Linked DNA regions of Gossypium hirsutum: region 2 is linked to region 1. The links are chromatin contacts, called in public Hi-C maps. All regions are on one chromosome and are shown on one strand. The core of a region is the stretch at or near the end of the contact, and the rest is flanking DNA. Distances in the headings are between cores, read along the strand shown.

Region 1 (7,703 bases), core at 3,099-5,598:
CTGGCATCAGTGAGCCACCAACTATATGCCTGGCCATTCGTTAATAGGTAACTATGTAGTTTAATTTTGCCATTTATTTTTTATTGTATACTATAATGTACTTATTTTTGCATGAGAAAAATAATTTGATAATTTCTCTTTTTTTAGATGGGCAACTATACTGGGAATTGGGTGATCGTTCACCGTACCTATGTACCGTATGATGATAGAGACTCATTCCGGGGATGGCATAAAATACAATTCCAAATATTTCTTTTTTAAATATAATTATTGCACAAGAAAAAAGTAACGTGTTGTCTTTATTTTGAAGTTTATATGGATGCCATATAATAAGGAAGATATCGCAGCGCTCATACTATCATGGGTTATTGAGCAGCAACAACTGTTTGTGTCTAATGTGCCGTTGGTTCATTTTCATATGGTGGAGTGGCACGATGGAGGTCGGGTTTTGAGGTAGTTTGGTTGTACACAACCTATACCGAACCCTCCCGTCGACATCAAAGATGTCCACAAAATGGATAAAAAAGGTTCGAGTTGGAACGCTTTAAATTGGGCACAAAAACATGAACCGTATATCTTTCTGTGGAATCAGCGACATTCGAGGCGCCCTCCCTTGTATGTTTTAGAGGGAAGGTTCTCTCCTACGCCCGAGTACGCAGCATGGTATAAGGCACACAGGAAACCTTTCATATTCCAAGGTTAGTACATGCTGATCCAAAGAGACGCGCAACCTGAATATTCTCGATGGCAACCAAGGAACGCACAACCGCGCAGTAACTGAGTTCCGCCATTCGGGAACATCGAGTCTGATACTGCCTCAAACATCGATCTCGGGGCCCAATATGAAGCATGTGGCTCATCATCATAGTACATGGATCCGGATCCGGTGCATGAATTTCCTCCATCATTCGAAGATATTTTTGGTGACGACCTCCAGCCTCAACATCCGACACGATCCAGATCATCCTCATACTACCCGGAGTTCTGTCCCGAAGCAAGTACACCCACCACTGAGGATATTTTTCCATCGGCACCTCCGGTCACGTAATACCAATTAACTTCCGATTATAGTGTATATGATTATTCTACCTTTCTAACTACACCAGACGAGACACCGGACGCTGGACCGATTAATTATCAAATGGCTCAAGAAGCTGCACGGCATCACCAACAGAGGCATCCGGACCGTTACACGCCAGCGTAAGGGACGTCCTCGGGATCGTGAAAATTTTAATTTTTTCTGTTAGTTTTTACTTAATTTAAAATTGTTCTGTAAATATTTCTTTTATTTTTCATATGGTGGAAATATCGCGGCGCTCATACCATCATGCGTTATCGAGCAGCAACAGTTGTTCGTGTCTAATGTTCCGTTGATTCATTTTCATATGGTGGAGTGGCACGATGGAGGTCGGGTTTTGAGGCAGTTCGGTTGTGCACAACCTATCTCGAAACCTCCCGTCGACATCAAAGATGTCCACGGAATGGATAAAAAGGGTTTGAGTCGGGACGCTTTATATTGGGCACAAAAACATAAACCGTATATCTTTCTGTAGAATCAAAAACATTCGAGGTGCCCTCCATTGTATGTCTTAGAGGGAAGGTTCTCTCCTACGCCCGAGTACGTAGCATGGTATATGGCACATGGGAAAGCCTTCATATTCCAAGGTCAGTACATGCTGATCCAAAGAGACGCGCGACCTGAGTCTTCTCGATGGCAATCAAGGAACGCACAATCGCGCAGTAACTGAATTCCGCCATTCGGGAACATCGAGTCTAATACTACCTCGAACACCGATCTCGGGGCCCAATATGAAGCATCCGGCTCATCATCAGAGTACATAGATCCGGATCCGGTGCATGAATTTCCTCTATCATTCGAAGATATTTTTGGTGACGACCTCCAGCCTCAACATTCAACACGATCCGGATCATCCTCATACCACCTGGAGTTCCATCTCGAAGCACGTGCACCCACCACTGAGGATATTTTTCCATCGGCACCTCCGGTCACGCAATACCAATTAACTCCCGATTATAGTGTAAATGATTATTCTACCTTTCTAACGACACCGGATGGGACACCGGATGCCAGACCGATCAATTATCAAACACCTCAGGAAGGTGCACAACATCGCCAATGGAGGCATCCGGACTGTTACACGCCAGCGCCGAGGACGTCCCAGGGATCGTTACAATTTTAATTTTTTTCTGTTAATTTTTACTTAATTTAAAATTATTCTGTAAATATTTCTTTTATTTTTAAATTTTTCTTTTTTTAATAGTAATTTAATTTCTCTAAAATAATTATTTGTTTGAATAAATGATTTCGTAATATTTAAAAATAATAATTCAAATAAGTAATACTACACGACAAATTAAATTTACATACACAATAAAATACAATCATTCTACAATATTAATACAAAAAATATAAATTTCAAACAAAAATAACATGCACTATATTAAATTTAAACATCCAATGAACTACAAACAGTTGGGTAAAATTAATACACGAAAATTTAATTTTCAAACTTTATATATTATAGATTAAATTAAATTTACATATAAAAAAATACAAACATTCTAAGAAATTATTACACAAAACTATAAAAATGAAACCCTAAATCCTAAACAACTATATTAAATTTACAGATATAAAAAAATATAAACATTCTTAAGAAATAATGCAATTATTTTCAATACTAATTGCTTCACAATTAGTCGTCTTCTGCTTGAATCAGGTCTACGTTGCATTGGTACTAGTTTCTTCACAATTAATCATCTTCTACTCTAGACCTTTTCTGCTTCCATTGTTCATTTCAGGTTATTTTGGTGATTGTTTTTAAACATGGGTTATTTTTATAAATATAAATTTTTTTGGATTATTTTGGTAAAATAGCCCCACATGTTGCTAAACATTTTAAGTAAGGATCTCTTTTGTGGTGATGAACTACTATTACATAGTAATTAATATAGGCAAAACCATGCTACATACATCATATAGAGCCTTTTAAAATAAAGTCATAGAGAGGTGCATAAATATGAAGGCGTAAAGGGAGATTTTCGACAAAGGCAACCATACTATTAGCTACTTGGTTCCCCTCCCTGTACCTATAGAATATTAGAGGAAGTAACTAGATAATTGTTGTAAGTTAGGCTCAACTAAATCTAGTTATGAGTAGTTTCCATTTATGTTATCCGTTTTTGTTATAACTTCTGTTAAGCCTCTAGTGTATAAATACATAAAGGCCCTTATATTCTAAGAGTATGATTAACAGATTACTCTTTTTCTTTTTACATTTCTAGTATGGTATCAAAGTTATTTTTTTGTTGAACATTGCTTCAATCATGGGTTCTGCAGTCTCAGCAGAATTGACAAATGGGAAGTTCTTCAAACCCCTTGCCTTTGCTTCTTAAAAAGTGGCAATTCTTATAGATGATAGTAATTTTTTGTCCTGGAAACATAATGTCTTGCTTGTAATCAGGAGTAATCGATTACACCGGTTCATTGATGGGTGAATTACTATGCCACCACGACTTATTATTGGTGATGATGGTGTTTCTGTTGAAAATCCAACGTATGTCGAGTACGAACAGTAAGATTCGACTTTATTGACATGGCTCCTTTCTAGAGTAAGTGATCTGCTACATAATCAATTGATTATCAATTTATCTTCTAAATATGAACTTTATGAGACATTGACAAGAATATTTGGCACACAATCCACAACCAAAGCCATAAGGTACATATTCTCCATCATTTCAAGGAAAATGAACTTTCTATGTCGGTGTACTTGGTCGAAATTTAACATTTGTATGATTGTTTGGTGGGTTTTGGTCAACATGTGTTTTTGGAAGAGCATCAGTCAACGATTTTTAATAGCCTTTCCTCGGAGTTTGACCATGTTGTGACAATAATCACAATGAGTTGTGGATTATTTGATCTACAAGAAATCACAATAGCGTTGTTGGATGTTGAAGCACGTCAAGAAGCCCACTTGTCTCAGGTCACATTCTCGGGAAATCTTGCTATGATGACTAAATCTTCTTCCTCCTCGTTTGTCCCTGCATATATTGCACAACCACCACCTCAATTGTTTCGGTCTAACCGAGCAACTAATTTGTTTCAAAGACGAAGGCATAGTCGATTTGGTGGTGGAATACAGTCGCAATGTTAGATTTTTGGCAAGATCGATCGCGTTACTCGTTGGTGTTTCTACAGGTATGATTCAGCCTATGATGATGATGATAATTAAAACCCTAGTTCTGGATATGTGGACATGGGCTGGTCTTCTATTGGGCCATTTACTCACTTGAGTTACAAGACTGCTTCAGCTACATGTGCTACACTGATCATGGACCGTTTAAGTGTTATCGGTATGAGCCTCATTCTCATTATACTGATTAATCCTTTTCTAGTCCATCCAAGAGTTCCTTAGCTTCTACAAGTGCTTCAAACATAATGCAAGCCGATGTTACATCAATGACAACCACTCCGCCTGTTGTTTTTGACCAGTCGTGGTACCCTGATAGTAGGGCTACGACACATATGAGTAATGACCTTACCGATTTCACTAAGTGCAGCTCGTACAATGGGTCAAGTAAGGTGGTTATAGGTAATGGCCATACTATAACTATCTCTTATGTTGGCGAATTTCTTTTATCTTTTGGTTCTAACACTTTGCTTTTTAAAGATTTGTTGTATATTCTTGTTATTCAAAAAAATCTATTATCTATTTCAAAGTTTGCAAATGATAATAGAGTGTTTTTTTGAATTCTATCTAAACTGTTCCTAAGCAAAAGACTTGGAAACACTTTGAATATTGCTTCAAGGCATTGAGTCAAACGGGCTATATCAGTTCCTACCTGCCACCACTGAGCTTGCATCAACTCCTACAAATACAGATGCGGATGAGTCATTACAAAAGTCAACTTCAGATTTCAAGTTCAACCATTGGCATCAAAGACTTGGTCACCCCTCTTTTCTATGATGTAAATCAAGTATTGAAGTCTTGCAATGTTACAATTCCCAAGAATAAGTCATTCTCTTTGTGGAATGCTTGTGAGCTTGGTCAAACTCACAAACTGCCATTTATGTCCATTAAATCAGTGTACTCTACTCTTGAGTTTATTGTTACTGAGTTGTGGGGTCTCGCCCCTTGTTACTCTTCAGGCTATCAATACTATATCTCCTTTGTGGATGCATTTTCAATTCATACTTGGATTAATTTTCTTAAGCAAAAGTTTGATGCATTACAAGCCTTCTTGTCTTTCAAAACACATGTTGACAGTCATTCTCTTTGTGTAATACTTGTGAGCCTGGTAAAAGCCACAAACTACCATTTATGTCCATTAAATCAGTGTACTCTGCTTCTCTTGAGTTCATTGTTACTGACTTGTGTGGTCTAGCCCTTGTTACTCTTCAGGCTATCAATACTATATCTCCTTTGTGGATGCATTTTCAATTCATACTTGTATTTAATTTTCTTAAGAAAAAGTTTGATGCATTACAAGCCTTATTGTCTTTCTAAACACATGTTGAACTACAGTTGTAAGCTAAGCTTAAACAACTTCAGACGAATGATGGAGGCAAATTTAGAAGCTTTGATCCATATCTGAAGAATTTTGGCACTACACATCGCCTCTCTTGTCCAAACGAGTTTGAACAAATGGACTAGTGGAACGACGTCATAAACAGATTGTGGAGACTAGTCTGGTATTACTTGCACAAGTATCTCTGCCCCTTCCTTATTGGACTGATGCTTTTTATTCTGTAGTTTACCTCATGAATTTGCTTCCTACAAAGGCATTGAGTGGGATGCCCTTTGTAGAGAGATTTTTTGGTCAACAACCTAAGTATCAGTTGCTTAGAGTTTTCGGGCATTTATTGTAACACCCTTAACCCGTCTTGGTTGTTGGGTTTGAGGTATAAAAAGCTACAGTACAAACCGGAACAATTACAGACCTTTAATGGTAAATTCGAATAAAAAATCACTATTTACCATAATATAAGTCATTTAGAACAATTTTAAACTTTTCCTGAGATTAATATGAGCTTTCGTGAGCTCTAGAGTTGTCCCAAGATCGAACAAGGACCAAATTACAAAGTTTAAAAAAATACAGAATGTCACATCATGATGCTGGACCACTTAACGCCAGGATGTCACAATCTGTTGGTTGACATTGCGACAAGGGAAGATCGATATCAGGACTAGAAACCTATTTTTGACAAAATTTGGCCATTTGGTACTTGTTTCAAACCAACTAACCAGATAGGCTAAACAATCTTTTTGGCCTCATTTAAAACTGTTCAAAACATACCAATTCCATGTCAAAACATAACATATAATCATCTAATGAATCCACAAAACTAATATGCTGCATTTGGCACCAAATCACAACAATGTAATATAAATCAAATACAAACCATTCCACCTATTTATAACATCCCATAACACTTATCCAATCCATACCATAAGTTGGTTCATATACCCTAAGTTTATAAGTTATTTTTCATTGATCTGTAAATTATTTTGTATTTGAATAAACTATTTTCTATGAAAATAGAGAAAATAATTTTCATAAACATCGGAAGGAAGTCTGAGGTCCAACATGGTTTGCGTCAAATATCATTGTGTTCCTTCTCCTCTAAAGACTAACAAATGACACCCAAAACATTGTCCGAATTAGAGTATTCAATAGCAAAATAAGCCAAAAAAATCATTAATGCGCTGCGGTAATACAATTGCATGTGATGCCTGTATCAAATCAATGTCACATTCAAGAAACTCATCCATATTGATAATATCTAATAGTTGAATTTCTTTTACAAAGAATAAATACTTAAAATATTTTCAATTTAATTAAAATATTTATTTAAAATATTTACAAAGGATTTCGTGAGCAATAAGACATTATGTTTCAAAAATATTAACTTAATTTTATATTAATATTCATATGTTATAAATAAATTTTAAAAAGAACTAGTATTAAATAATAAAATTTGCATTGGCTAAAAGAACTATTAGTAAATAAACAAAGCCCACTTGCTTAAAACCATTTGGGGATTTGCATAATACATGTCAAAAGCGCCTAAATTCAATGGCTATATTAGTACCTCGAAGAGCAAGATGATTAACTACAAAACCTTTTGTTTGCAACAGAAAATTTACCTTCAGAAAATTTCGTTCATTCAATCAAACTAGGGCTAATACATTACAACAGAAGAATAAAAATTTACCTTTCAAGACAAAGAATAGCCAAGTTCTGCAGCAAAAGACGCAGCAAGCTAGCGGTAAAAAATTTACCTTCCACGTCAAAGAATAGCGTTCTCCTTCCAACCCAACAAGCTAAGCACAACAACGCGACCAAAGACCTAGCTTTCTTATCCAAAAGTACATAAAACAAGTATAGGAAAACATTATCAAAAGCAGATCCATAATTCAGAACCAAAGCCTAATTCAAAACGTACACTACACCTTGGCAGGTTGATATAGTGAAGTTTATATTCATATACATATAAAAGAATGCTTCTAGTAAATGATATGTCAAAAGAAATATATCAGATAAATTTATATTATAAAATAAATTACTTTTATTCATTTTTGAACAGATGGAGAATATAGCAGTTGTAAAATCAAAAGAAATTACTGCTAAAAGTTTAATAACTTCAATCAATTAGAAGCTATGTCAACCGAATACTG
Region 2 (7,169 bases), core at 4,199-6,698, 240 kb before region 1:
ATAATATTCAAAAGCCATAAAAAAACTCATATTTTTAAAATAAGTCTAAAATTAAAAATAAAAAATTAATATGGAAAAACTGAGTATCGAACCAAATTGAACCAAATTATGATGGATGGTTCAAAATATCTAAAAAAATCCTAACGAATCAAGCCAATATCACCCTTACTTGTAGGGTGGAGAGCTGTAAATGAAGGAGATGAAGGGGAGAAAATATGGAGAGCTCCCATGGTGGAAAAAAGGGATCGAGAATTGCCTTGGGTGGCTAATAGAAGTACAAGAGAGGAAGAACCCTCCCCCTTTCTACCCTAATCCCAAGAAGAGTATAAATAGGGGTCATTGGTGGTACCATATCATGACCAAAATATTCATGTATAACAATTGCCCCTTCTTAGCTGAAGGAAAGGTTATAAAATGACATTGCTTGATGCAAAAAGTAGTGATAAGGGCCTTGTGTCATGGGTGAGGCCTATTTGATTTAGGAAAATTTGCTTGTATTTCTTCTTACAAAAATTGTGGTAATTCACAAATATTTGGAGTTGTGTCGGCATCAAAGACATTGCAAATGTTTTTAAGTATTTAAAATTATGCTAACATTGAAGGTAAAGCAATCGTTCAAAATTAAGAATGAAAATGAACCCTTACTTTATGTTTGGTTGAATGGAATAGACATTCCATTCAAGGTCTATTTCGAGTGTGCTTGCTATTCTATTGTTTGGTTTGCTTTTTGGAGATGAATATAACTCACTCAATTGCATGAGCTTAGGGGTAGCAATTTAAATTGTGGATTCAAATATCTGATCTGAAATTTACAGATTCGGTTAATATTCAAATTTGGATAGACCCCTTCGGATATCCATTATCTGAATATGCATTCATTATTTAAATAACATATTTGAATATCCGGCTTTGCATAGCAGGTTACAAAATATTCAAAATTTTGCTCTAAGCAAGTTCAAACACATGACCTTGACAACTAAAGCTATGCTTTAGCCTTAAGGTTAGTCTTTGTTAGCTTTGATGTCCTAAAATTTTGATATAATAACATTTTCAGATAAAATTTATATAATATATTTTCTAAGTCATTTAGTGAACACATGGTTGAAAATTTTATCAAACATTTTCAAAACAAATTTAAGCCTTGAAAAATAATTTTTAAGAATTTCTTTTAAGTGTTTTGAGGTTAGGTACATCACCTTGCCTAAAATGTGCAGTACCTAGAAGTCAGTGTGCAATAAGGCACAAATGTATAACACCCTTCCACCCAGGTTTCACACCCTTTTTCAGGAGGTACCACACCTTTCCAATTGGGGTGCAATGCTTGTGCCTTAACGGTCAAATTTTGAAGAAATATATTACACTCCAAAGCTCTGCAAGTGTTTTTAAACCTGAAATTAATGCTTCTAATGGCTAGATTTCATCCCCCAACGTCCATAAACTCATTTCTTGGCATAAATTCAGGTCAAAGACACATTAAGACACAAGAGATGAACATCCAAACATAGAAATTAAGAGAAAAGTCTCCAATTCTTTATTTCTTCATTTTCTCTTTTATATATATATATATATATATCTTAGGTGCTTATTGTTAGATCATTTTATCATTCTCATTTCCATTATTTAAGTAAGCTTACCACTTTGTAACCACACACATTTGAGAGGTCTCCATTATTTACATATTTTAATTGTGCTTATAAAGGCTGCTTGAGGTTTTTGAGGTATAAAATCTGAAGTGATTTATAGAAGGTTATAGTTGAGCCTTGTAAAAGCTAGAGAGTTATAATTTAGCCACAAAAACTAGGGGAAAATCCTTAATTGAGGAAAATATAACAAATTTAAATATGTTTAAAAAATTCATCAGAAAAATATATCTCATTTAGCATCTTATTTTCTTAAATCTCGTGTATTTTTAAAAAAAAAATTAATTAATATATATAATGACAATAAATATTATGATATAAAATTATTTTGTAATGTTACATAATTATATTTAGTACCTATTATATGATAAAAAATATAGTATATATATACATTGAGGGACATATAATATACCAATTGTTATATAATTAAATTATGAGTATAAAATAATTATTATAATATTATGATTTCCCACTTGTAGATAACAGGCGTTTAAAATGGGTGAATTTGGCATTTCAGCTTTGGTTTGCAGAGAGTGGAAAAATGGAAGAAAAGCTGTTGAAGGTTGCCAAAAATGAGTGTGAGGAAATCTGAGATAGGTAAAGGCTGAAAAGAAGACTAAGAGATGACGAGTGTGGTAAGAGGTGAAATAGATGACAGGAGATGAATATCCAAAGGAAAATTTGCAAAGTCCAGCCACTGCTGTCAGTCGTCGACCACCGTGATCGCTCTCCTCTATCTTCTTACCCTTTTCTTTCTCCTCCAAAACCTTCTATAAAGATTCAAAATCCAAATTTTGCATTAATTTTCTAGTTCTTTTCATTTCAATTTCCTTTTCATATTTATAGCAATTCATCATAATAATTGTTAAATATTTAAATAAATCATAATTAATTTGCAATTCAAATATTTATTATAATTCATTTATCCATGTTCATTTGAATTGGACAGTTGTTCGTCCAAGTTTATCCTGGACTTGATTTTTCAAATAATTATTAAAAATTTATTTGTTTTAGGATTTTTATTTTTAAATATTTGCCACGTATCGTTGTCTACTTGTTCTATCAGACACGTCATCACTAAATGTACAAAATTTAATTTACTCATTTTTTTGAGTTGAGAGAGTAAAATACTATTAAACCTTTAGTATAAAGATTTTCATGATACGTTACCGTAATTGTTGAATTAGTTTCCCCAACCAAATATTAATAAATTCCTCAATCCTTTTTCAAAACAATGCCACTTCTCCTTCCATTCATCCCTTATTGCCAATCATTTGGTTCATCCAAATTATTTTAAAAAAATTATTTACTCTTTTTGGAATTTTCAAAATTTTAAAGAATTTTTTTTAAAATTTTTTTCTTCATTTTATATGATTTTAATCATAATTTTATAAATAAAAACTCAAAATTTAGATTTTCTAAAAAAATCAAGTATTTTTAGAATTCTTTTACGATTTTGTAAACTTTATTTTTAAAGAAAATTTAAGTGTAATTACAATTTCAAAAACTAAATTCTAGATTTTTATTTTTATTTTAAATTTTTTTGATGTTGGAGACTTTTTTTTTTACAAATTTCTTGCATTTTTAGTTACTTTTTAGATTTTTTTAAATTTAAGCATAATAACAGGTTAAAAGTTTTTTTTTATAATTTCAAAAATTAAATTTTGAATTATTGAGTTGTTTTTTTAAAAAAAAATTAAAGGAAATTTTTTCATTTTTCAATGATTTTTTATATAATTTTCCATTTATTATGAGATCGGATAGAGTGAAAATTACTTACAAAAAAAGTATTTCACCAAATACTAAACTAATAATTTACCTTTTATATAGAAGGTGAAATCAAATATTAAATCTATTTATATTATACTCAATGGCAAAGTTAGAAAATTGGTTGAAAGGGTTGAAATTAATTTATATATTTTTACAGTAATAAAAGTGAAATTTTATCGTTTTTATAATTTATATTTTTATAATTTTTAAAGAATTAAATTATTTTTCCTCATTTTTGAAGGGACTAGAGTATGATTTTATTATACATTAATGTAAAAATTTTAAAATTATAAAAAGATTAAAGGTGAAAATTTTCATTTTAAAGAGGATCGGGCCCCTTGCTTAAGTATGTTTATATGAAAAAAATTATCAAAATATTCATATATATATATAATAAATTATATTATGATGAGTGTGTTTTTATTTTATTTTTTTATATTTTATAAATCAATAAAATTTTACCTATAATAATATTTGAATAAAAAATATTATGCAGCATAATTTGATTTTTAAATGAGTTTTAGATAAATATATTTGTTGACCAATATCGTGAGTGTGACACACAACTCAATTGTAAAATTACCCATTACCAAATACCAAAACAAGAAACTGAGTCACCAGCAACGGAGGGCGGTATGATTTACAGGTTCTCAACCTTACCAACAACAATGGAGAAAACCATTTCACAGAACTGAGTAAACATTCATCATTGTTAAAGTTACCCATGTCAATCAACAACAATGGCTTCACGTTGCAGCCTAAATTTGATCCAATAAAGAGTAAGATTCTAAGATAAAACACCAGATTCAAGAGAGTCGACAACCATTTTTGTCAATTTATCAGACAAGATGCACAATTCATTATATCTGAAAAGTGGGTTGTGTAGGTAAATCACTAAATTCTCAATATGAATAAAAACAAAAAACAAAATTCACCATTATCAAAATCTAATCCAAATCTCACCCATTATCATCCCCACCACTATACAACCCATCTAAAAAAAATTACTTAATTCAAGAAATTTGAAAGTAGAAAAAAGAAAACGTTTATTTTTTAATGGAACTAACCAGATAGTCTAAGCATGCACAGGACCTGGAGCCACCAGAACCGGAGTAGGCTGATTGTAGGGAGGCACTGGAAGCACTGCAGGAGGAGGAGGAGGAGTAGATTGTGGTGGAGGATTTGGGTTAGCGTCAGGCGGCGGAGGTGTAGGAGTAGGGTCCTGGACAGCTGGTGGTGGTGGGTTAGCAGTAGGGATTGAGGTAGGTGGTGAGTTAGGGGAGGTGGGCTGGTTAGACCCAATGGCAGGAGGAGGAGGATTGTAAGAGGAGGAGGAAGAAGAAAAGGGTGGCGAATTAGGGGTGGAGATAGGGTTAGGGAAGAAATTAGGAGAAGGACAAGAGTCACCACCGGAGCATTTGTGTGAGTGCGACTTATGGTGACGAAGCAGCCCGAATCCCAAGACAAGACCCAATACCACCAACGCTGTAACTATGAAGATGAAGATCTTTGTTGCTTTCCCCACATAACACATTTTGCTTTTGTACTAGGAGGAGAAAAGCATAAATTAGTAGAGTGAGCTTAAAAAAAAACCAGCAAATCTGAAACGGGGTGTGTTTTGGTTTGGTTTAGTGAAGATAGGATGTTGGTTGGGTCGGGTTTCCATTGTGAGTTTGGTGAGGGAAGTTGGACTTGGGATCCAAGGGGTGAAAAAGGTTATGTGATCATTGCACGTGAAGGCCATTTCAAGAGAGAAAAAAAATTGAACTCTGCAATGCTTCCAAAATTGTGCTCAATGCTCAATCTTTTAGAACTATAGCTCAAGGCTCTAGACTTGTAGTTGTAGAGATTGGGTTATTAATTAAGAAAGAATGGTTTTAAGGAGTTAATCAGATAAATCAATGTAGCGTTAGAGTTTAACCTTTGGGGGAATATTTTGGGAATCGAGCCGGAGACTGACAGGCATGTCTGCTATGTCGGATGGAGGTGGTTGCTGCATAGGGCTGGGGTGGAGATTACCCTTTCATAAACAGCTCCCGTATTCCCCTTATCTGTATAATCTATGACTATAACCTATAACAATAACTCTAACTGTCTACTATATTTTACTAGACAATGACTGTAATGCACCAAAATTATGGGTCGCTAAATAAAAAAGAGTTTTCATTTAAGATATCAGTATGTTAATATTGAAGTTATATCATTTTCTCTTGTTACACAGTTTTTTACCAATCAATTTTTTTTCTCTTTCTTTTATATAATTCATTTTTTTTGCGTGAAACAATTTTAGACTTCACAAAGTAAACCAAATTTCAAATAAATTTTTTTAATTAATCTTCGACATTGACGATAATATCAACATAGGTCTAAGGTATGTTTTTGTACTTATTGATGGGTACTGATCGTCAACTTGCCGTTGGGAGATCTCTAGCTAAACTTTAAAAAAAAATTTAACAGTCCAATGACTTAAATAAAAACTTTTAAATAGTTTAGTGATCAAATTATAACTTTTTTCTTTAATTAAGTAACCAAAACAAAAATTTATCCCTAATTTAGTAATGAATAATATGATTTACTCTGTTTTTTTTATAGGAGAGGAGTAGAGGTGATATATGATGTATTATATGTGTAAATTTGTAGACGACAATTTATAAATATAAAATTAACATTTTACCAACGAATGTTAATGATTAGTTTAGGAATTGAATAGTATACTTTTTGCTTAAATTAAATAATTAAATACTAAAAGGATCTCATTTACCCAATCATTTAAATGCCAAGATTCTCTTATTTCGTAATTAAATGATGAGAGTTCAAACTAAACAAAAGTTATTTAATTTTGTTTATACTATCATGTTGTAATTAAATTGTGATAGATGATTTTTTTTTGGTTAAATTTTGTTATTTTTGACATCTATTCTTTTAATTATTTTAATTAATTAAATTTTATAAATAATATTTTTAAGAATCATTCCATTCAATGTTCTTAAAATTGTTGGACCATTTTCACTATATGTATTTTTTAATAACTGTAAATGAAAAGTTATAAGTAATCAAAAGTTATGTCACATGATTATTAACAAATAATTATAATTATGTAGATATCTATTGAATACTTATATTTTTTTTGCTAAAGATATGACTATTTATTAGGGTAGTTATGTCCCTATGAAGAGACACGAGACTTCTTATAAATAGAAGTGCAATTTCATTTGTATGACGCACCCAAGAAAACATAGAAAGAAAATTTCTTTTTACTCTCCCACCATTTTTTTTTATATTTCTAGTTTGTTCTATAAAGAATTATTGCAGAAATTCTTTATAGAAATTGATATTCTTGCTATGCTCCGCTCAATGCTAAGTGGACTATTTCCGTCAGTGCAACACATCGACAGTCATTGGACTTCATTGTATCATCGAGGTTTAATTGCCAGTAACTCTTTTGCACACCAAAGTATAGGTGGGGGCATATAGAACTTTAAAGAAAGTGGCATTGATACACGCCTTGAAAGCTTTATTAATTTATCATAAATTTAATTTATCCCTACACACTAACAATTTTAAAGTTCTATTTTTGCAAATTATGAGAAATTAAATTCACCGTGCGTTCACATGCCCCTACAATCATGGTACTATGAAGATGGCTATCAGTAATGACACAATATTGAGATCAGTGATCTAACTATTAATTTAGAAGAAATCTTTGTAGCAGTGAGATGTACATCAAATTTTTGGTTTACTATTATTGCATGAATTGAA

What was found. Hi-C and Micro-C count contacts between places; a contact is called where the count stands out from the background.
Region 2: a contact with region 1 is called in a Hi-C map of leaf, with 2.5 times the contacts expected there. The contact joins the promoter of LOC121215944 here to the enhancer-like site in region 1. A contact is called at or near these places in 3 of 34 Hi-C or Micro-C datasets (all in leaf).

The regions. Positions count from the first base shown.
Region 1 is chrD04:52,434,841-52,442,543 of Gossypium_hirsutum_v2.1, reverse strand. No RefSeq gene overlaps it. Among protein-coding and RNA genes, the nearest start is that of LOC107898356, 35 kb to the left of the region's middle. Within about 2 kb of position 4,348, at least 7 of the 9 cell types and tissues checked have an H3K27ac peak or open chromatin away from gene starts, as enhancers often do. A contact at or near this core is called in leaf, where this site is marked.
Region 2 is chrD04:52,671,557-52,678,725 of Gossypium_hirsutum_v2.1, reverse strand. LOC121215944 (pollen-specific leucine-rich repeat extensin-like protein 3) reads right to left here and starts at 5,448. Exons shown (of 3, transcript XM_041090852.1): 1 at 5,332-5,448; 2 at 4,478-4,956; 3 at 3,967-4,168. The coding sequence starts at 5,409. The coding sequence ends at 4,486.